5 separate regions of the Mus musculus genome follow, and all the other regions are linked to region 1. The links are chromatin contacts, called in public HiChIP or PLAC-seq and promoter capture Hi-C maps. All regions are on one chromosome and are shown on one strand. Each heading gives the region's core, a stretch centred on a gene start, on an enhancer-like site or on the middle of the called end of the contact. The rest is flanking DNA. Distances are from core to core; before and after follow the strand shown. Region 1 holds the start of Edn2 (endothelin 2). Region 2 holds the start of Ppcs (phosphopantothenoylcysteine synthetase). Region 3 has its middle 30 kb from the start of Rimkla. Region 4 holds the start of Frg2f1 (FSHD region gene 2 family member 1). Region 5 holds the start of Kcnq4 (potassium voltage-gated channel, subfamily Q, member 4).

What was found. Promoter capture Hi-C pulls out the DNA fragments that hold promoters and counts their contacts. HiChIP or PLAC-seq counts read pairs in DNA pulled down with a chosen protein or histone mark.
Region 2: an H3K4me3 HiChIP or PLAC-seq map of pro-B cells shows a contact between it and region 1, with 4 times the contacts expected there. The contact joins the promoter of Ppcs here to the promoter of Edn2 in region 1. A contact is called at or near these places in 7 of 39 promoter capture datasets (the SN4741 cell line, cranial neural crest, hippocampal neurons and 3 more), 5 of 115 datasets of contacts at active chromatin or transcription factors (the NIH/3T3 cell line, astrocytes, embryonic forebrain and 2 more) and 1 of 9 other capture datasets (macrophages).
Region 3: a contact with region 1 is called in an H3K4me3 HiChIP or PLAC-seq map of forebrain, with 5 times the contacts expected there. The contact joins the enhancer-like site here to the promoter of Edn2 in region 1. A contact is called at or near these places in 4 of 39 promoter capture datasets (hippocampal neurons, liver, pre-B cells and 1 more), 2 of 115 datasets of contacts at active chromatin or transcription factors (forebrain and large pre-B cells) and 2 of 9 other capture datasets (embryonic stem cells and macrophages).
Region 4: a contact with region 1 is called in a promoter capture Hi-C map of hippocampal neurons, with 4 times the contacts expected there. The contact joins the promoter of Frg2f1 here to the promoter of Edn2 in region 1. A contact is called at or near these places in 5 of 39 promoter capture datasets (the 3T3-L1 cell line, 3T3-L1-derived adipocytes, hippocampal neurons and 2 more), 4 of 115 datasets of contacts at active chromatin or transcription factors (astrocytes, differentiating embryonic stem cells, embryonic forebrain and 1 more) and 1 of 9 other capture datasets (adipose tissue).
Region 5: a contact with region 1 is called in a promoter capture Hi-C map of embryonic stem cells, with 6 read pairs. The contact joins the promoter of Kcnq4 here to the promoter of Edn2 in region 1. A contact is called at or near these places in 5 of 39 promoter capture datasets (the 3T3-L1 cell line, embryonic stem cells, hippocampal neurons and 1 more).

The regions. Positions count from the first base shown.
Region 1 is chr4:120,159,299-120,163,043 of GRCm38.p6, reverse strand. It overlaps Edn2 (endothelin 2), which reads right to left and starts at 1,838. Exons shown (of 5, transcript NM_007902.3): 1 at 1,480-1,838; 2 at 1,017-1,173. The coding sequence starts at 1,534. The region is part of intron 3 of Gm36134 (a long non-coding RNA gene); the gene reads left to right.
Region 2 is chr4:119,420,648-119,424,392 of GRCm38.p6, reverse strand. Ppcs (phosphopantothenoylcysteine synthetase) reads left to right here and starts at 1,973. Exons shown (of 3, transcript NM_026494.4): 1 at 1,973-2,547; 2 at 2,710-2,813. The coding sequence starts at 2,040. It overlaps Zmynd12 (zinc finger, MYND domain containing 12), which reads right to left and starts at 1,709. Exons shown (of 8, transcript NM_001014900.2): 1 at 1,398-1,709. The coding sequence starts at 1,507.
Region 3 is chr4:119,460,833-119,464,577 of GRCm38.p6, reverse strand. No RefSeq gene overlaps it. Among named protein-coding and RNA genes, the nearest start is that of Rimkla, 30 kb to the left of the region's middle. Within about 2 kb of position 1,562, at least 147 of the 459 cell types and tissues checked have an H3K27ac peak or open chromatin away from gene starts, as enhancers often do. A contact at or near this core is called in forebrain and pre-B cells, where this site is marked.
Region 4 is chr4:119,536,779-119,540,523 of GRCm38.p6, reverse strand. Frg2f1 (FSHD region gene 2 family member 1) reads left to right here and starts at 1,755. Exons shown (of 4, transcript NM_001004178.1): 1 at 1,755-1,916. Foxj3 (forkhead box J3) reads right to left here and starts at 863. Exons shown (of 13, transcript NM_172699.3): 1 at 679-863.
Region 5 is chr4:120,745,610-120,749,354 of GRCm38.p6, reverse strand. Kcnq4 (potassium voltage-gated channel, subfamily Q, member 4) reads left to right here and starts at 1,956. Exons shown (of 14, transcript NM_001081142.3): 1 at 1,956-2,495. The coding sequence starts at 2,179.

The DNA of each region.
Region 1 (3,745 bases), core at 589-3,088:
TTCAGCTGGCAGAGTGAAGCATTCGGCTCACAGTTGGTCCCCCACATGTTGGAAGAAGTGTGACAAATATACCTTTGAGTTGTGTGTGTGTGAATGTGCGTGTGTAATGGGATTGATTTCTGATCCAGTTTGGCCAAGGTAGGCAGAGTAGGGGCCCTGAGACTAGTCCCCCCAACACCTTTGGTCAACAGCTAATTTTAGGTGGCCTGGCAGTTGGAGCTACAGTGATTCTGGGTGGACCCGACACGCAGGCACTGGCAGGGTTCCCGCCCTGAGCCAGCGTTTGGATGTGGATTAGCTCTACGCACGCTTATGTTCTCAGCGTCTCTTGCCTTATGCAATTTGAAGAAGGGGGAAAAAAAATACAAACATACCCAGAAACTTCAACCTGAGGTATGCAGGGGCCTGGAGGCAGCATGGGGCAGGCAGAACCCAGCTCTGGCTCCTGCCTGGGTATCCCAGGCAGACTTCTTGTCTGTCCTGTGTGTGTGTGTGTGTGTGTGTGTGTGTGTGTGTGTGTGTGTGTATGTATGTGTGTGTGTGTGCAAGCAATGCCTGCCTTGTGGGGAGGCTGGCGGCTCAGTGGGTGGAGCTGCACTTGGAGTGCTCTGCATAGAGCGTGGTCTGGTCTGGGCATGGATGTTGTCATGCATGGAGTTATTCTCTGCAGGGGAAGTGTGGTTGAGCTCCAGCGTCCCTAGACTTGGAAAGGAACCTACAACTTTTTCTCTCCTGTGTGATCCTGAAGAGGCCACCTCACATCTCTGAGCCTCCATCCTTTGATCTGGAAAATGGAGCTAGTAGCACTTTCCTACAGGCTGTTGTGAGGGCTGGAAGGGTATGGAGCCCTCTGCCTGACTCTAATAGCTCCCACGTGGAAGTTGATGCATAAGTAGTTACTATGGATCCTCTCCCAGTATCCTGAGATTCAGGGTGAGCACAGGCAGTTGCAGAGGTGGCTAGCTAGCCAAAAGCCTTCACCCCGACCCTCTCCCACGGTCCTGGTGGATGCTTACCCCGCAGTGTTCACCCAGATGATGTCCAGGTGGCAGAAGTACACACATTCCTTGTCAAGCCAGGAGTTGCAGGAGCATCGACGAAAACGCAGGTGGGGGCCTCGGCCCTTGGGTGCCGAGGCCGGCTGCTCCAGGGTGGCAGCTGCCTGGCCCTTCCCTGCACACAGGAGAGAGAGAGAGGTGGAGAGGAGGTCAGGACACCTGGCCTGTCTGGGTTAGGGGACCCGCAGGGCTCCTCCTCTTGCACAATAAGGAAGTTGGCACCCTTGGTGTTCAGGAACCACTGGCTAGCCTGGGGAAGCCCCAGCTACCATCGCTGTGCCTGCACGCTGCAGTGGTAGCTCCTACTGTGGCCTCACCGCTCTATGCCCCCAGTTGGTTTTGGGAAGGAAGCACCATGCCCCCGGAGGAGACATCAATGAATAGACCCTGGGATCGCAACACGCGAGAGAGGGCAGCTCACCTTCATGCAGGGCCAAAAGCAGGGCCAGAGCGATGGAACACCAGGCGGAGACCATAGCAGCAGCGGCAGAGTGCTTGGCTGGGCCAAGGGAGCCGGGAGAGCAGGTCGCCAGTGTCCTCCTGCTAAGCCGAGCTGAGAGCTCATTGCTGAGGTGCCCTGGCCGCCTCTTATAATACCAGGCAGGGCGCCCGCCCGCCCCTACTGGTGCAGCCCCGCCTGCTTAGCTGCTGCACCTTGGGCAGAGAGCCAGGGACACCGCCTCCTCCCTGGGTGCCTGGCCCGCCCTGGCCTCCCGGTGAGGGGGAGAGGGAGGTGGAAGGCTGGGCTCCACCCTCTGCGCTTCTCTGCAACACCTTCAGGACTCTGCAGGCTCCCTGCAGGCCCAAGGCCCCTCTGAGTTCTGAAGTTAGTCCCAAGTTGTGGTACCCGGCCCCTCCCTACTCTCTGACTAGCACTCCTGAACTGGAAGTTTGGAGTGGAGGTCTCATCTAAAAGCAAAGCTTTCGCTCTTTACAGGGTATCTGCCACCCTCCTCCCTGCCCACGGTGAAGCAAGCTGAGATATCCCTTCGATGCGTGGGAGGTGAAAGGCCCACTCAAGGTTACATGGCCTTGGGCGCGTCAGAGCCCCCTTTAGGACCACTGGCCTCAGGAATGGCACAACTCATGCCTGACCTTTGACCACCTGAGGCTGCCTCATCCCCATTTTACCCAAGGAATTCTGCTCCCCTCTCAAGCTCCCAGCCTGTAGTAGGAATTCTGGTCCTTTCTGGAAACGACTCACTTATGCAACGACAGTCAGGGAGAGCCTCAGCCAGGGATAGCTTCAGCCAGGGAGAGCCTCAGCCAGGGAGAGCCTCTTGGACCTCAGTTTCCCTGCTCGACAAACAAGTACCCCCTTGAGATAGAGAAGACACTTCTGAGCCCTTTCTAGGAAGATACTCCACAGGCACACAGAAGGTGTCCTGAGTAGTTCCCCAGTGTGGACTGAACAGAATATTTTGTGTCACCTCAGTGGCAACTTTATGCAAAAATAAATAAATAAATAAATAAATAAATAAATAAATAAATGGAGAGGCCAGAGGCTGGCAAAGTGGCTCAGAGGGCCAAGTGCACAAATCTGATGATCTGAGTTTGATCCTGGGACCCAGGGGTGTGGTGTGTATCTATACTCCCAGGATCCCTACAAGGAGGTGAAAAGTGGAGACAGGAGAGTTGCCTATATAATTATAGGCCAGGGTGCCTGGATTAACCCAGAGGTGACAGGAGAAACCTGGCCTCAACAAGGTGGGAGAGAACTATCACCTAAAAGTTGTCCTCTGACCGCCACACGTGTGCCACAACATGCATGCACCCACAGTCATGCAGACCTCTCTCTCTCTCTCTCTCTCTCTCTCTCTCTCTCTCTCTCTCTCTCTCTCACACACACACACACACACACACACACACACACACATACACACACACAAATATGCACACACAATAATGAATAAATGGAGGAGGAGGAAGGAACAGGAGGAGGAGAAGGAGGAGGAAGGCAAAGTAGAAGGAAGGCCTCTTGGGTCCGGGCATTCTACTTCTGATGCCCAGGCTGCCCCACAAGTCCTGGAGGCAAAAGCAAAGACACACTGTGGGGAAGGGAAGGGACAGATGAATGCTCCTCAGTGTACTGGCAGCCCCTCTGTGCCTGGCCTGCCTGTTTCATGGTAGTAGACGTACCTTATATTCTTGAGGTCTAAAGCCCTGGAGAGGGCATGGCCTGTGGCCTTCTCTGTCCATAGGGGTATTGAGGGAGCCCGATGAATGCACTCCAAGGGAGACAGAGTGACTAGGGCTGGCCTGTGTTTGGACCGTAGAACCCAGACCTTTCAGCATCTTTTTATGTCTGTGTAGACAGACATTTTAGTTCCTGCATTAAAAATGGATAAAGAGGAAACGGGGATTGGAAAGGTATAGGCCATTGTGTTTCCTTCCAGGGTGACGTATGTGTGTGTGTGTGTGTAGGGATTCGCATCAGCCACATAGCTGGCATATGACAGGGCCCCTGTTGGAACCCCAATCTTGACCTCACCAGCAAACCACAATGGACTCCTGTGTGGGGCTCACTGCCCTCCCTATGCCTCAGCTCTGGAAGAATGTAGAAGAATAGCTCTGAAATGAGGTGAACAATTCTATTAGATACTGAGAGGATGTGCATTGGGACTTGCGTGGGGGTGTAAAGGGTGGGGAGACAGAAGACAGAAGCGAGCACAGGTCAATAGGAAGGA
Region 2 (3,745 bases), core at 724-3,223, 740 kb after region 1:
AGGACATGGAGGAAGGGCACCTGGAACAGTCTGAGAAGGGGAGGATCCTGTGATCTAACGAGAAGGCAGGGTCTGCCTTCCCCTGTCCCACACTGCTGCTGCCTGCCATCGTGACCCTCCCCTGTCCCACACTGCTGCTGCCTGCAGGAAGAAATGCATCTTACAAATACATATTATTTATGCAGTATAAATGCAGGTTGTGAGTTATTCACCGAATCCCTGTGTGGAAATCACTGGCTGGGACTCACGCAGCTTTCTTTCCCATTTAGGTTTCAGCCAAGGTCTTTCACTCTTTAACCAAACCAGTGCTGTATGGCTGGAACGGCCCACCCTTCTTCTGTGTCTTCACATAGCAAGCCCGTACTGGCCTCTCAATACTCAAATCTTATTTCAAAGAAACCTTTTTTAGATACTGCCCCAGTCACCATGTTACCCTCCTCAGAAGTCTCAGGGCTCAGGAGTGACAGAACTTAGCATGTAAAATGAAAAATAAGGCTTTAAAAAAACCACACACACACACAAGTCATTTGGCTATGAGTTAAGTTTGGAAGGTCAGTATCCTAGTTTTGTGAGGCCCAAAATAGAGTCTAGGGCAGGGGATGTGACTTAGTTGGTAGTTTGTCTAGTATGCACGGTGCCTTGAGTTCTCTCTCTAGTACTACACAAACCAGGCATGGCAACACATACTTGCAACTCCGGCCCTTGAGGGGTGTGGGTACGATGTTCAAAAGTTCAATTCTTAGCTTACATAGTGAGTTTGAGACCAACTACATGAAACTCTCTTATAAAAAAGGATGGGGATGGTGTTAATGCGAATACATTTAAACCCCTCGCATCTTGAATTACTACCTCTCCTACATTCAAACTCCCTTAGCTGTGCACTGGCCAATAGTCTTTCTTCTAGTCCTGAAGAACACGTCTTCCCTACTTAAGAACCCTACCTGTGCCTTTGTAGGGCAAGAACACCGGCTCTTTAGCTCCTTAACTTCAGACCAATCGTCTACTCTGAGAGAAGCTGTCTGCCCAATTTCTCCTCCCATTTCCTTTGACTTGCCATTTCTCCCTGAAATTATCATTTGTCTACTTCTCTGTCTTCAGAGTTCTCCTTGAGCTTTGAGAGGAGAGATCTACAGAAATGGCCCCATTATGTTCAGCACCAGGAAGGGTTTGCAACACAGTAACAGTAGGAGCCCCGCAAAACATCAGGCAAAAAACCCAGCAGAGCCGGAGAAGACGCAGAGGAAGCCACAGAAGTCTTAGACACGCGTCTTCAAGCCTGCTCTGGACTTGTGGGGTCCCTGGCAGGAAAGGCCACAAAGGACAGACACACGAGGCCAGACCCGTGTTGGGAGACAGGGAGGGAGCAGAGGCACCAGGCACCATGTTCCAGGGCCTACCAGTAATAAGTGACTGTACAGGCCGTGCACATCCGCTCGGCCGGGGCTTCGCACACCTCACAGGAGAGCCGGCGCCCCTTGGGCACCGCCAGCGGGTAGATCACGTTCATGGTGCGGCCGGCGGCGTCGGTCTCCAGGACGGTTGCCTGGCTAGCATCCGCAAGGCTGAGGTGTCACGTGACAACCACGGGCCAGCCCGGACGTCGGGATTTCAAGGGCAAGGGGGAGGGGCGGGACTGACTGCGACAATTGGGGAGGGGAGAGCACAAACTCTAAATCTCAAAGGTTAAATAGCCAGAACTTGACTGCCATGTAGCCCGAGCCTGGGGAGAACTATACGGTGGCCGGTATAGGTCAAAAACAACCATTTCGTTTTCCAAACTAGGAAATCCACAGGAAGCATAATTTTTCTGGATTTTCTAGATACGTTCTTCCTCTAGACGCTTCCCGACGGGCTTTCCCAGAACAGGCAAGCATTTCGAGCCTTAGCGAGATCAGGACCTACTGGCGGACATAGGAAAGGGAATGACCATAGTCACTATTTGCGGCTGCGCGCAGCCCAGGTATCCGGAAGGGGGCGTGGCGCCAGCGGCCCGGCGTGCCCGGGCGCTGTGGTTCTACCGTGGGGTGACTACAGTGCAGATGGCGGAAATGGACCTGGTGGCTGAGTTGCCGCGTCCTGCGGGTGCTGCGCGCTGGGCCGAGGTTATGGCTCGCTTTGCGGCCAGGCTGGGCGAGCAGGGCCGGCGGGTGGTGCTGATCACATCTGGAGGCACCAAGGTCCCCCTGGAAGCGCGAGCCGTGCGCTTTCTGGACAACTTCAGTAGCGGGCGACGCGGAGCCGCGTCGGCGGAGGTCTTCCTGGCTGCCGGCTATGGAGTCCTGTTCTTGTACCGAGCGCGCTCGGCCTTCCCCTATGCCCACCGCTTCCCGCCCCAGGCCTGGCTGTCAGCCCTTCGGCCTTCTGGCCCAGCCCAGTCGGGCAAGCTGAGTCTGGAGGCCGAAGAGAATGCGCTCCCGGGCTTTGCTGCAGCATTGCAGAGCTACCAAGAGGCAGCCGCTGCCGGCACCTTTCTGGCTGTAGAGTTTACCACTTTGGCGGATTATCTGCATCTGCTGCAGGCTGCTGCCCTGGCTCTCAGTCCATTAGGTGAATGTTCCAAGGAAATCCAAAGGTTTTCCTGGCTGTAGAGCCGTTCTCCCTAGCCTCTTTTCCCTATTGCTTGCTGCCTACCCCACAGCCAAGGAACCCGAGTTAAAGAAAAGATTCCATGCCCTTCCCCGATTTCTTATACTCCGTTTATCTTCACAGGCTCTTCTGCGATGTTTTACCTGGCCGCGGCAGTGTCAGATTTCTATATTCCTGTCTCCGAAATGCCTGAACACAAGATCCACTCATCTGGTGGCCCACTGCAGGTGATGGGCTCTTCTCTTCCAGAGATCTGACCCCCTCTAACCAATCTTGGGTTACTTTCCTCTTGATCTGGATGGCCTTTCAGCCTTCTGTATGAGCTAGGCACTGGGAATACAGAGATGAATAAGACACTGCCCTCAAGGATCTCACAGTCTAGCGAGGGCCTGGACACCAGCCATAATCACAGATCAGAATGATAAATGCTGTAGTGGAGGTATGTACAAAGTGCAGTCAGATCCCCGGGGTAGTGAGACGGGGGTGTCAGGGTGATGGAGATGACTCATCAAAAGATGGACAGAGGGCCTGATCAAGTGGGGAAGGTTATTCTAAGTGGAGTTACAAGTTGGAGTTTGCAACTGGGTAATGTTCTGTGAACCAAAGTGCTTTGGTAAGGCTGAAGAGGCATCTTGCCTCTTGGTATACACAACCTTTGTATTCCTTAAGACCCTTGAACTTTATCCTGTGGAGCCTGGAGACACAAAGGTGGAAGGAAAGACAAGACGTTGTTTGGATGCAGCAGCATCTTCCCTTTCATTGCAGCCCTCCAGGGACAGATGGGCTCTTCATTTCAAGGCTAGCCTGGTCTACCTAGTGAATTACAGGCCAGCCAGAGCTGCACAGTGAGAGAGTAAATAAATCTCAAAGTAAATAAATAAAAGTAAAAAGTTTTGTTTGTACAGAATATCCTAGTATTTTGGAACTAGGAAGCAGAGGGATAAGTGGGGGTTATTGTCCTTTCAGGAAGAAGAAGGGGAGGATAGTGTCACCTTAGTGTCACCGCTGAAAATTGAAGGTGATTTGGTGTCTTGGAACATGAGGGAAATCATAGACATTTGTTGGCTGATATAAGTAGTGTTTATTGATGAAATTGTCTGAGGGGCGCCTTGGGGATAGTTAAGTTACACATTTCAGAGTACCTACTGTGTGCCAAGTG
Region 3 (3,745 bases), core at 313-2,812, 700 kb after region 1:
CAAAACATCCATACACATAGAAATAAAATGCACAAAAGAGTTATTGAAAAAAAAGGAAAAAACAAAACTCCTGGCATTGCCATTGGCTTAGGAATTCCAGGTTCATATAGATCACTGCCTTACGAGATGCCTTAGTTACTTTTATATTGTTGTGATAAAACATCATGACCAACGCAACTTAGAGAAGGAGGAGTTTATTTGGGGCTTCTGGCTCCTGAGGGACCGTCACAGCAGGGAAGCTTGGCAGCGAGCAGATGAAAAGTCACACCTGGAACTGCAGACAGGAAGCGGAACATACTCAAAATGAAACCTCAAGGCCCACCCCAAGTGACACACTTCCTCCGGCAAGGCTATGCCTCCAAAGCCTCCGTACACAGCCACCTTCCTGATCTAGCCCAACGTCAGTGGGCAACTGCCCCATGAGAACCAGATGGGTTTGGAAACTGGGCTTCTATTCTGAGCCCTGGAATTTCTGTGGTTTCTAAAGGCCTTGTGTTTTGGCAGCACCTGCTACCTCTCTTTGAGACGGTGTTGTTTTGTCCCCGCACTGTGTCCATTAAGATATAAAGCTTTGTTCCTTCCTACATTTCTTAGCTTGGCAACATTTAAAGGGGTATATGTGCGAGTGTGTGTGTGTGTGTGTGTGTGTGTGTGTGTGTAAGTGATGTGGGAGGGGCCATCAGAGGCTGCAGCAGTGCAGGTTTGGCAACACGCAGAATGTTCTCCCAGACAGCACAGGACTCCATCCCCCCTTCTTTCATGTACCACTTGTCTTCATTCCCCGGAACAAGTCTTTTCACGCTCCCATACATAGCCATCCTTTCTCTGACCTTGATTCCTGTCACCATTTCACCTTAAATTGTGGTGGCTTTCAAAGGGATTTTGTTCAACATAGTCATCTCCCTCCCCACGGGGCACCTGAACGCCACCTCTGAAGGTGGCACACTTTATTCTCACTGTACTGACTTGGTTGGTATCATAGCAACCATTTGTACTTCTAGCTCTTGGGTGCACTTACGGATGGTGACGCAGACTAAAGTGAATGGTACCAATGTGAGTCAGATCTGGTTCAATCCAGATAACTTGTGTGACCCAAGGCACAACCACCACACCTTATCGAATCTTTTGTCAGCTATAAGTAGGAGCAATAAACACCATCTTAAAGGGAAACACTTTACCACAGGCCTGGCTTTCGTAAGCAGTGCCTTCCCAGGATCATGGCTGAGTGCCAAGGGATAAAAGCTGGCACACAGCAGCTCTACAGCTGGGAGAGAGAGGGGGGCAAAGGGGGAATGGCTGCAAGAGCAGACTGTTGTTTGGCTTAATGTCTCTGGAAGGTTCCATCCATCCTTGAGATTCTGCAGGATATCAATGCAAGCCATGGGGGATGTATATGGCTTAGGAAAATCATGGAAGAAAAGCTGCCTGGGACACTGGGGAGCTGGGAGCTGCCGGGAAGCCTGACCTTGCATGATTTAGCACCTGGTTTTCTTGGCTCTTCCGTCCTATGACTTGCTGGCTTTGCATCACATGGACGGGAGGAGGTGCCAGGGAGTTGCATTAAACCTGTCAAACAGAGGGGGAGAGGACTGTGGGAGGGGGAGGGGCCAAGCCGAGAAAGCTGATAGTACAGTAATGCCATCTGGACTTGGCGGGGAAGACAGCCTGAGGTCAGATGGAACCAACAGACAGAGCAGACTAAACCACTGCTGACTCCCAGAATCTCCTATGTAGAAGAAGATCTGGTTTATTATAAAGGGAGGATGAGGGACCCTGAATGACCGGAGAACTGGTAAGGTTTTTGTGAAGGCAAGACTAGCCAGGTGCCTCCTGTGTCTAGCCTTACCTGGAAGTTCCCAGAGAGCAGAAATATGGGAGAGCTGGCCAGTCCTGGCCCACAAGAGCGGGTACTTCTTACTCAAGAGTCTTGTGAGGTGGTTACTAAGCACAGTCACCAGATATGATCAAATTGGGTAAGTCTGTGACTACAATATGTTTCATATAGAGGCTGAGTTTGTTGTGGTTCTGTTGGTAATTAAAATGCCCACATAGCATACGTGAAGCCCTGAGTTCAATCCCCAGCAGTGGAGAAAACCAGACAGCCCACACCTGTGATCCCAGCACCCAGAAAGAGACAACCGGACTAAGCATTCTAGGTCACCCTGGGCTACATCCAATGGCAGAAATTGATGAAAACCCTGGCTTGAGTTTAATAAGCAAACACTCAAAACCTTTTTTTTTTTTTTGGTTTTTTTCGAGACAGGGTTTCTCTGTGTAGCCCTGGCTGTCCTGGAACTCACTCTGTAGACTCAGAGATCCGCCTGCCTCTGCCTCCCGAGTGCTGGGATTAAAGGCATGTGCCACCACGCCCGGCTAAACACTCAAAATTTAAACTTAATCCCAGGACCCAGAGCAAAGGCAAGCAGATCTCAGTGAGTTCAAGGCTAGCCTGGTCTATATAGTAAGTTCCAGACCAGGCAGGAATGCACAGGGACACCCTATCTCGAAAACAAACCAATGAGAAAGAAGAGGAGGAGGAGAGCAGGAGAAGAGGAGGAGGAAGAAGAGGAGGAGGAAGAGGAGGAAGAACCTCAAAATCTCACAGTTCCTTCCCTGGTCTTTTGCATTCTTGGGTTATTTGTATTTGTGAGATGGGACTATGACCTAATAGGATGCCAGTCCGTATCCCTTCCCTACCTCACGGTGCAGTGATGTCACACTGGGTAGCTTGGAATCCACTGCGGTAGAGGTTTCTGTACCACAACGATGGGCAAACACCACAGATGAAGTTTGTATCCTTCAAGGGTCAGCACAGCAGTGCCACTGGGTGACGGGAGAAGGAAAACACGTACAAGCTCAGGAAGGCCTCAGCTCTGGGGAGGTAGGGTGTGTGAAGGCTTTCCTGGAAGCCAGTGACCTGGAGAAGCTTGCGTGATCCTTTTGAATTCAGGCAGACTACTTGCCAACATGGCTTTCTGCTAATTCTGCCTAGCTTCTTTTTTTCACATGGAGAAAAAAAAATCTGTTTCCTTTGCCTGGGAAATTTGGGAGTGATTATGAGACTCAGTCTCCCCTATGGGAAACACCTAGGCTAAGCTCCCTTGGGGAGAGTCCACTGTGGGTTTCCCCCGCACAACTGGTAAACAGAGTGTGCTGTAAAGAAATAACAGACGTTAACTGGAAAGCCAAAGAGCTCATTTGCAAGCCGATTTTACAGCGACAACAAAGTTAACTCCCCCAAAAGGGAAGAAATCAGTTTAAAATGACTTGCTCTTCTTTGCTTTCTTATTAAGATTATTACTGCGGACCAGAATGCTTCACTCGCCTTTGTGCGCTGTGGCTTTTGGACATCCGTTTAAGTAAGAGTCACATGCTGAATCTCCATTTTATTATTTTCATATCATAAAATGAGGGGGATGCTTCAGAGAGACGCCATCCTATTCACTGGCGCACCAGCTGCATTCTGAAAAAACCATAATTTTCCTTTCAAACCCAGAGTGTTGTCTGAATTGTAACAGCTCCCTGTTGTCAAGTTGATGGGGGAAAACACTGTTGCAGATGGTGAGAGCTTGTCTGGGCCGCCTGCCACGCTCTCCTGCACTGACTCGCCAATTACAATTCAAACCACGTGGGAGACTTAAAAGCTGTTTTAAATGGCAGCCTGGTGCAGACAGGAGTCTTCCGGGATTGAGAGACTCTGCATCCACCCGAAGAGCTCTGACTGGCCAGTGGGACCATCACGGCT
Region 4 (3,745 bases), core at 506-3,005, 620 kb after region 1:
ACGGGGTGGAGGGGAGTAAAGCAGGGCGGGGGAAAAAAAAAAAACAAAAAACATCTCAACCAACTGCAAAAAATGGAGGGAGTGGGAGGGACGGGGCACTACCACGTGGGCAGGATGCAACACACGCAGGACAGCAGCAACACGTCCGCATGCGAAGGCTGCCTTTCCCCCAATGCCAGAGAAGGGCCCGGGGACAGGATGGGAGAGAAGGTGGGACCCTCGCCCCAGCCATTTCAGCCCCGCAGGGCACCCGCGACCCACAAGGCAGCGGCCGCCTTCCCGGCAGAATAGCGCCTGGAGGGCGAGGAGGGGACGCCGCATCGCGCCGGGAACAGGACGAGCCCGGACCAGGTGCAGGTCACGGAGCGACGAGGGCGCGACTGTCGCGGTCCTCCGCGGCCCCGGCATCCGCAGCGCGGGCCCACCTGGGGGAGGGGCGGGCGCGCGCGGCGTCGGGCTGAGGGGCAGCGGCAGCTGAGGAGTGGCGCCGCGGGTGAGGGAGGGCCGCCACCCGGCCGGCCCAGCCTGGCGCCCACCGCCGGCCACAGGGAGCGTGCGCCGAGGACGGCGAGCGCCGCTCGCCCAGGGCAGCCCCCGCCCGCGTCCCGGGAGATGCCCCAGCCCCGCCTCCCCGCCCGCCGCCCCAGCCCCGACGAGACCCTGGCGACGCGTGCTCACCTCAGGCTACGCAGGCCGGGACGGCCCGGCCGAGCCTCCGGCCGCTGCGTGCGTCTCCGTTCCCCGCGAAAGGTCCCAACGGCGCCCTCAGAGAGCGGCCCAGGCCCGGAGCGGCGCCGAGAGTGGCGGCGGCGGCGGCAGCGGCGGCGGGAGCAGCCAACATCCGGGGCCGCGCACCCGGAACTACTTCCCGACCCGCTCCCTCCCACCCCCGCCTCCCGCGACGTCTCAGCGCTCCCGGCCCGGCGTCCTCGGCTCCACGGCCCGCCCCGTCGTTGCTGCGCGATGTGCGAGGGATCCCTCCGCGGGGACAAGTAGTGCCTCTGAGCTCCCGCGGCTCTGCCTGCTTGCGGCCAGCGGGAACCGGCGGTGGGCGGTGCGGAGCGCCTTGCAGTGTTTGCGCCTCGGACTTGACAGCGGCTGGCCGAGGCGGCCCCGGCCCCACTCCCGGGATTCCAACTCCTGAGGAATGCGCCTCGTGACCTCCCCGCCTTCCAGCCTCTGCCTCTGCGCGGCCCCGTCAAGCACCCAGCGCGGATTTTCCCGGCCGCCACCGGGGCGCTTTGGACCTTGCTTGGGGACACGCGTCCTTCGGAATGTCAAGAACCCGGGTTCGAGGCCCCTCCCTACCCAGGCATGTCATCTTGTCATTACCCCTGCCGCGTCATCCTCTCCATCTCAAGTTAGCTGGCCAGGTCGTGGCCTCACTATCAACAGGTGGAGCCTTTAGTAGGGTTGTTCAGACTTCTGGTAAACTTTGGACTTTCCCTTTGGTCTTCCCTGGTCCTACCTCTGAACTGTTAGCGTTGACAATCTGTGCTATCCTGTTACACTTGGTAGGTATTTGCTGCGCAGAAGCCGCGTTAAGTCACGTACTCTTCCCTGCAGCCTCAAGAACAGCAAGTGAAGAGCAGTTGCTCAGTATTTGGACATTAGATGGTTAGATGGATGTCAGTGAGTTTGGTTGATTGAGAAAGCAAAGGTCTGAGAGAATTGACCCTGGCAACCTTGCTGAGCTAAGACAGTGTGAAACCATCCTTCCATTCCTTCATGGAGCATTGAACACTTTCATCTGTCAAGCATCTCCTGGCAATGGGAATTCTAAAGGTTTATCCACTCATTTGTCCAACAAAGACATAAAAAGTCATTGTACCAGGCACTACTGTAGTGCTTCAGATTAATCAGTGAACAGAAAAGGCCGGTGGAGGGGCAAGTATCATTCCCTCATGGGCAGAAAGGTGATAAAAATTATGAATTATGTAATAATGTTAGAAAACATTGAATGATACCTTGGGGGATTGGGGAGGAGCACTCAGGACAGAGCTGTGTGGAACACTAGAAGGAAAATCCTTTTAAAAAGAGCTGCCTGGGTGAGCCACAATAATAAGGCAACTTGAATCAGAGGTTTGAAAGAAGTGAAGGGATTTGATGTAATTGTGGTTAGAACATCCCTGTGAGTGTTAGAAGTAGCGAGGGTCGGGAGAGGTAAAAGATAAGGACAGAGGGGTATCTTGTGGGCTATTGACAGTCTCTCCAGAGCTTTAAACAGTGAATGCTCTGCTTAGAGTACAGGGTAGGAAGTCAGAGGGGGCACTACCCAGGGACAAGGTGATGACCTAAATTAGGACAGAACCACACAGGAAAATAAGACACGGGCTTTTATATTTTTAAGCACTCAGTCTAGGGGCTAGCAAGATGGCCCAACAGGTAAAGGAGATTACTCCACAAGCCTGGAACCAGAACCTAATCCCTGGAATCCATGTAAAGTAGAAAAGAACCAATTCCACACACATGCTGTGGTAAGTGCGCTATACACGTGTACACACACACACCACAATAAATAGTTAGAAAAATAATTCATCTAGATGCATGCTCATAACTTCAGCTCTAAGAAAACTGTGGCAAGAGAATGATAAGTTTGAGGCCACCCTGGGCCACATGGACTCTGTCTCAAAAACAAAGAACTCATAGTCTAGTGAGACATAAGTAAACTGATTACATAACATCATGACAAGGAGAACATAGTCCCAAAGAGGATACCCCCACCACCCCCCTTGCCAGTCTTCCTGGGGAAGGGTAGACTACCGCAGATTCATAGAGAGAATTAGAATTACCTGGTTGGCTGGTCAATCAAGTGGCTCCTCAGTTGAACATAATTAACACTAGCCTTCCCAGCCTCTCAGATCTCAAAGTTCACCTTCCTCCACCTAGGCTTGAGACAGAATACTAAAAAGCAGCCTGGGTGCTGCTCTTAAAGAGACGGGTACAAAGCCAAGCAGTGGTGGCAGACGCCTTTAATCCCAGCACTTGGGGGGCAGGGGCAGACGGATTTCTGAGTTCAAGGCCAGTCTGGTCTACAGAGTGAGCTACAGGACAGCCAGGGCTACACAGAGAAACCCTGTCTCAAAAAACAGAGAGAGAGAGACTGATACAGCTGTTTCCGTTTGTGGGAGGGGTAAATTGAAGCCAGGAGTCACCAGGATTTGACCTGGAGATCAGGATCATAAAAGACCATAGTCAGGAATCTCTCTGAGACACTTAAGTAGAGTCAGCCAGAAGATAAAGTACAAAGACAAGCAGGGACTTGGCTCTAAACCACTTTGGCTACCTCTGTAATGGCTATTCCTGGTTGTCAACTTTATCTGGAATGAACTACAATCAGAATTGGAGGGCACACCTGTGATGCAGATCTTGAGGCTGGAAGAGAAGTTTCAGACCTAGATCTTGGCGTGGAGATCTTGAGCCATAGTGGCCATGAAAAGTTTACACCCAGGCAAGGTAGTACATGCCTTTAATCCCGGGAGACTGAGGCAAGGAAGATCTCTGAGTTCAAAGTCAGCCTGGGAAAGAGCAAGTCCCAGATCCACACTGTTAATCTAGGCCACACCTTCTGCTGGAGACATAGCACAGCTGCCCATTGTCAGGTTAGTTATTAGATTACAGACACACAGTCATCACAATAAATTCACTTAACATATCTCTATATGTTAAGTTGCATAAGTTCTGTGATTCTAGAGAACCCTGACGAATTGCATAAGTTCTGTGATTCTAGAGAACCCTGACGAAT
Region 5 (3,745 bases), core at 707-3,206, 590 kb before region 1:
AACTGGAGGATCAGATTTCCCAGAACAGACCCAATTTTAGATATCCCAAGTGCTGATAAGGGCAACCTGAATTCAAGTTCCGTTTCAGCTAAGATCAAAGCCTCAAAAGACCCCAGCAGCCACTTTCCGTTGTGTAATTTGAATTCTTGACTTGAGTCCCATCCCTGGGCCTCTGATTGAGAACTTGCAGTTTACCAGTCAGGAGAGACAATGCCATATATGGGGTGGGGGATATACGGGCTTCAGCTTATAGGGAGAAGATAGCTATATCTAGCCCTGGCACTTGCAACCATAGTGCGCACCCCCCCCCCGCCCCCAAGTCTAGAAACCTTCAGTTCTCAGTAGGTCAGGGCATGACCTATGCAGGAGCACTGCGCACTCCCAGCACCAGCAGCAGTGGGAGAGATTCAGGTCAGACCCCAGAATGCATCCCAGCTGGGCAGGAGGGTAAGGGTCGCTAGGGGTTGGGGTACAGGCTGCCAAAGGTAGCTTGGGAACTTCGAATCCTACCCACCCTCACGGTCCATAGCCCTCCCTCCAGCCCTCCCGCTCTGGCGCTCAGCAGATCAATGCTGCCTTTGCTGACAGCTGAGAATCGAGCTTGCAGCCCGCCCCCCCCTTCCAGCTAGCTGTGTCCCCCGAGATCCTCCCCGAGGAGTGAAGAAGAGTTTGCTGCGGAAGCGCTTCACCCTGGGGCAGGGCCTGCGGAGGGAGCGGGAGCGTCTGGTTTGGCCATCGCTTTAGGCTGGGGAAGAAGGAAGGAGGGCCAGCAAACCCGAATCATCACCTAGTACACGGTCAGGAGGGCGAGGGAAAAGGGGCCAGACAGCTCACAGCGGAGACGGAGGTCAGGCACCGAGAACTTTTTGCTGGAGAGGGGTGCTCCTAGAGAAAGTCCTGGTGGGGTGCTATAGGCCTTTGGGAGTGCTCTGTCCGTTCCCCTAATACTGGCCCCTAGTACGTTTATTTCTATACTTCTATCTGCCCTAAACAAGCTTTTCTGGGCTAGAGTGGGAGAAGGGGGTGGCGGGTGTGAATCCCACGGAGCGGAGATGGAGTGGGGAGATGAGGGCAGGTACGTAATCAGGGAGGGAGCGTCCCCTCTGCTCAGGGTGATCAACTGGGGTCTCCTCCTTCATCAACAAGACGGGAGGAGAGACGCATCTGGGCACAACTGTGAGCTACACCACCCCACACATCTCTCGATAGCTGTAGGGCACCGGGCCCTTCAAGTAACAACAGCAGGAGGAACGGAAGCTGCTGTCCCAACTTCACTCGGCCCTCAGCGCATTTTAAACACCCTGCACTAGAAACCGAGGGCACGACCCGACGGGCACACCTCCTCGCTTACATTACCCATCGCGCTGTACTGCCCGGTTCTGCACACTCTTCTGTACTCTCATCCATCTATCTATCCACCCACCCACCCACCCACCCATCCATCCATCCATCCACCCACTCACTCTGAACCCACGCAGACCCACGGCTGGCTAGCCAACTCTCACAAGTAGGCACTTCTCTGGACACAAACACCTCCACTCTACAATGTAAGTGTCCCTCGAGCTACCGCGGCCACAACTCCACACTCCACGCTCCACTTTCCACAACCACTCACCAGGCGTCCCAACCTCCCTCCCCAGAGCGGGCCACCAGGGCCACACCACTCGTACACGCCCGGCCTCGGGGCCCGGCGCGCTGCCCGCGCCACGCGCTCGGGGCCGGGACACACCGACTGGGCGGACCGCGCGCCCTGCTCCGCCGCGTCCGACCCGGGTCCCCCTCCCGGTGCTCTTCTCTCTCGCTCCCTCCCCGATTTGGGAAGGCGGCCGCGGGGCGGGCGGGGGAGGGGCGGGGCGGGGCGGGGGAGGGTGACATGTGAGCGGCGCGCCGGCGGCAGGTGGAAAGGCGAGCGGCATGGAGCGCGTAATAAGAGAGTTGGAGTCGGAAAGAGCCGCCCCAGTCGCCGGGGAAGCGGGCGGTCAGTACGGGCTCCCGCGGCCCCGAGGCTCCGAGCGACCGCCTCCGGACCCCGCACGGACCCGGCCTGGTCCCTAGCCCCCGCCGCCTGCGTGCGCGCCCAGGGTCGCCTCGCCGGCCCGGGGTTCGAGCCATGCGACTCTGAGCCGCCCGAGCGCGCCCCCGCCCCGCAACGCCCCGGTCCCCCGTCCGGCGCCGCCCATGGCCGAGGCCCCCCCGCGCCGCCTCGGCCTGGGCCCCCCGCCCGGGGACGCCCCCCGCGCGGAGTTGGTGGCGCTCACGGCCGTGCAGAGTGAACAGGGCGAGGCGGGCGGGGGCGGCTCTCCGCGTCGCCTCGGCCTTCTGGGCAGCCCCCTGCCGCCGGGCGCGCCCCTCCCTGGGCCGGGCTCCGGCTCGGGCTCCGCCTGCGGCGGCCAGCGCTCCTCCGCCGCGCAGAAGCGCTACCGCCGCCTGCAGAACTGGGTCTACAACGTGCTGGAGCGGCCCCGCGGGTGGGCCTTCGTCTACCACGTCTTCATGTAAGTTGGAGCCCCCGCACCCCTTGACGTGCCCCGGCTCTGACCCCGCATGAGCCAGACTCCTTGGGGACCGCCACCCCGCGCTGGCTCCACCTCTCTATCCTATTGCCCCGGGGCAGACCCTCACTCAGTTCCCCTCTTGGGCCTGTGCCCCCTTTTCGGTCTCCCAGCCTGACCTAACCCCTGATCTCCCAGCCTTGACCCCTGTTGCCCTGGCGTCTAACCTCTTCTGCCTGCTCTCCTTACTTTCATCCTGATCGCAGAGCCCCACTGCTCTGATCCGTCATTCAGCTTCTTGCTCTTCTCTGCTTTACCAAGTCCGAAGCCGCTAAAGTGGGACTCTCCTTATCTTTTGTTCACCTCACCCTCCCTGTGTCCCAGACACAGAAGACCCTAGCCCCTACATTATTTTTCTCCCCTCAGGCTCTGTAGTTATGTTGTGCTCCCACCTGGTCCCCTTGGAGATTTCTCTCTTCAGAGACAGGCTGTACCCAGATCAGGGCTGTCTAGGGTCCCTATGGCTCTGACAGGCCTGTGTGCTGTTTCCAACTTTATCCGTGTCTTCTTTAGTCTTGCTCCGCACCCTCAACTTCGAAGTACCCAAGGCAGCAGGCTGCCCTGCCTGCCCTGCCCTGTCCTGCCTTGCCCTGAAGGCTGGGCCCAGCTCTCCTGCCTTGCTGGCCAGCTGTACTAGGCCTGGCTCTGAGCATGGGGAAAAAGAAAGAAGAGAGGGGTATGTTTGGAAACAATGCCGCTGTGGGGCCCCTCCTCCTCTCAGCAGGCTCCTACAACTTTCAAAACACTGACCCCTCTTGGATGTAGAGAGTGAATTTTGGCAGCTCGGAAGGCAGTCTTGGGGGAAGGCCTGGTCGGACCAGGAACATGAGAGGCCCAGGCCATATCGGTTAAAGGGCTGGGCCTGGTGCTGAGATGCTGAGAAGTGCCTGGGAGAGACAATGAGCTGCTCTTACCACTGCCTGCTCCAGGGTCTCCAGGGCAGCCCGCTTTGTCCACCTGATAGTCACTTGACAATCTGTCCCTATGCAAGACTTGAGTTTCCCTTTGTGTGTGAGTTAGCTTGTCTGTTAATCTCTCTACCTGTCTGTCCCACAGCCTTTCTGTTGGTCTGTCTGTCTTCGTGCTTTGTGGGCCTATCCTCTTACTTATTTTGATGTCTGTGTGTCCATCTGTCTATCTCTCTGTTCACCTGCTTGGCCACCCTTCTATCTGGCTTTCCCCACCCGTGTCTT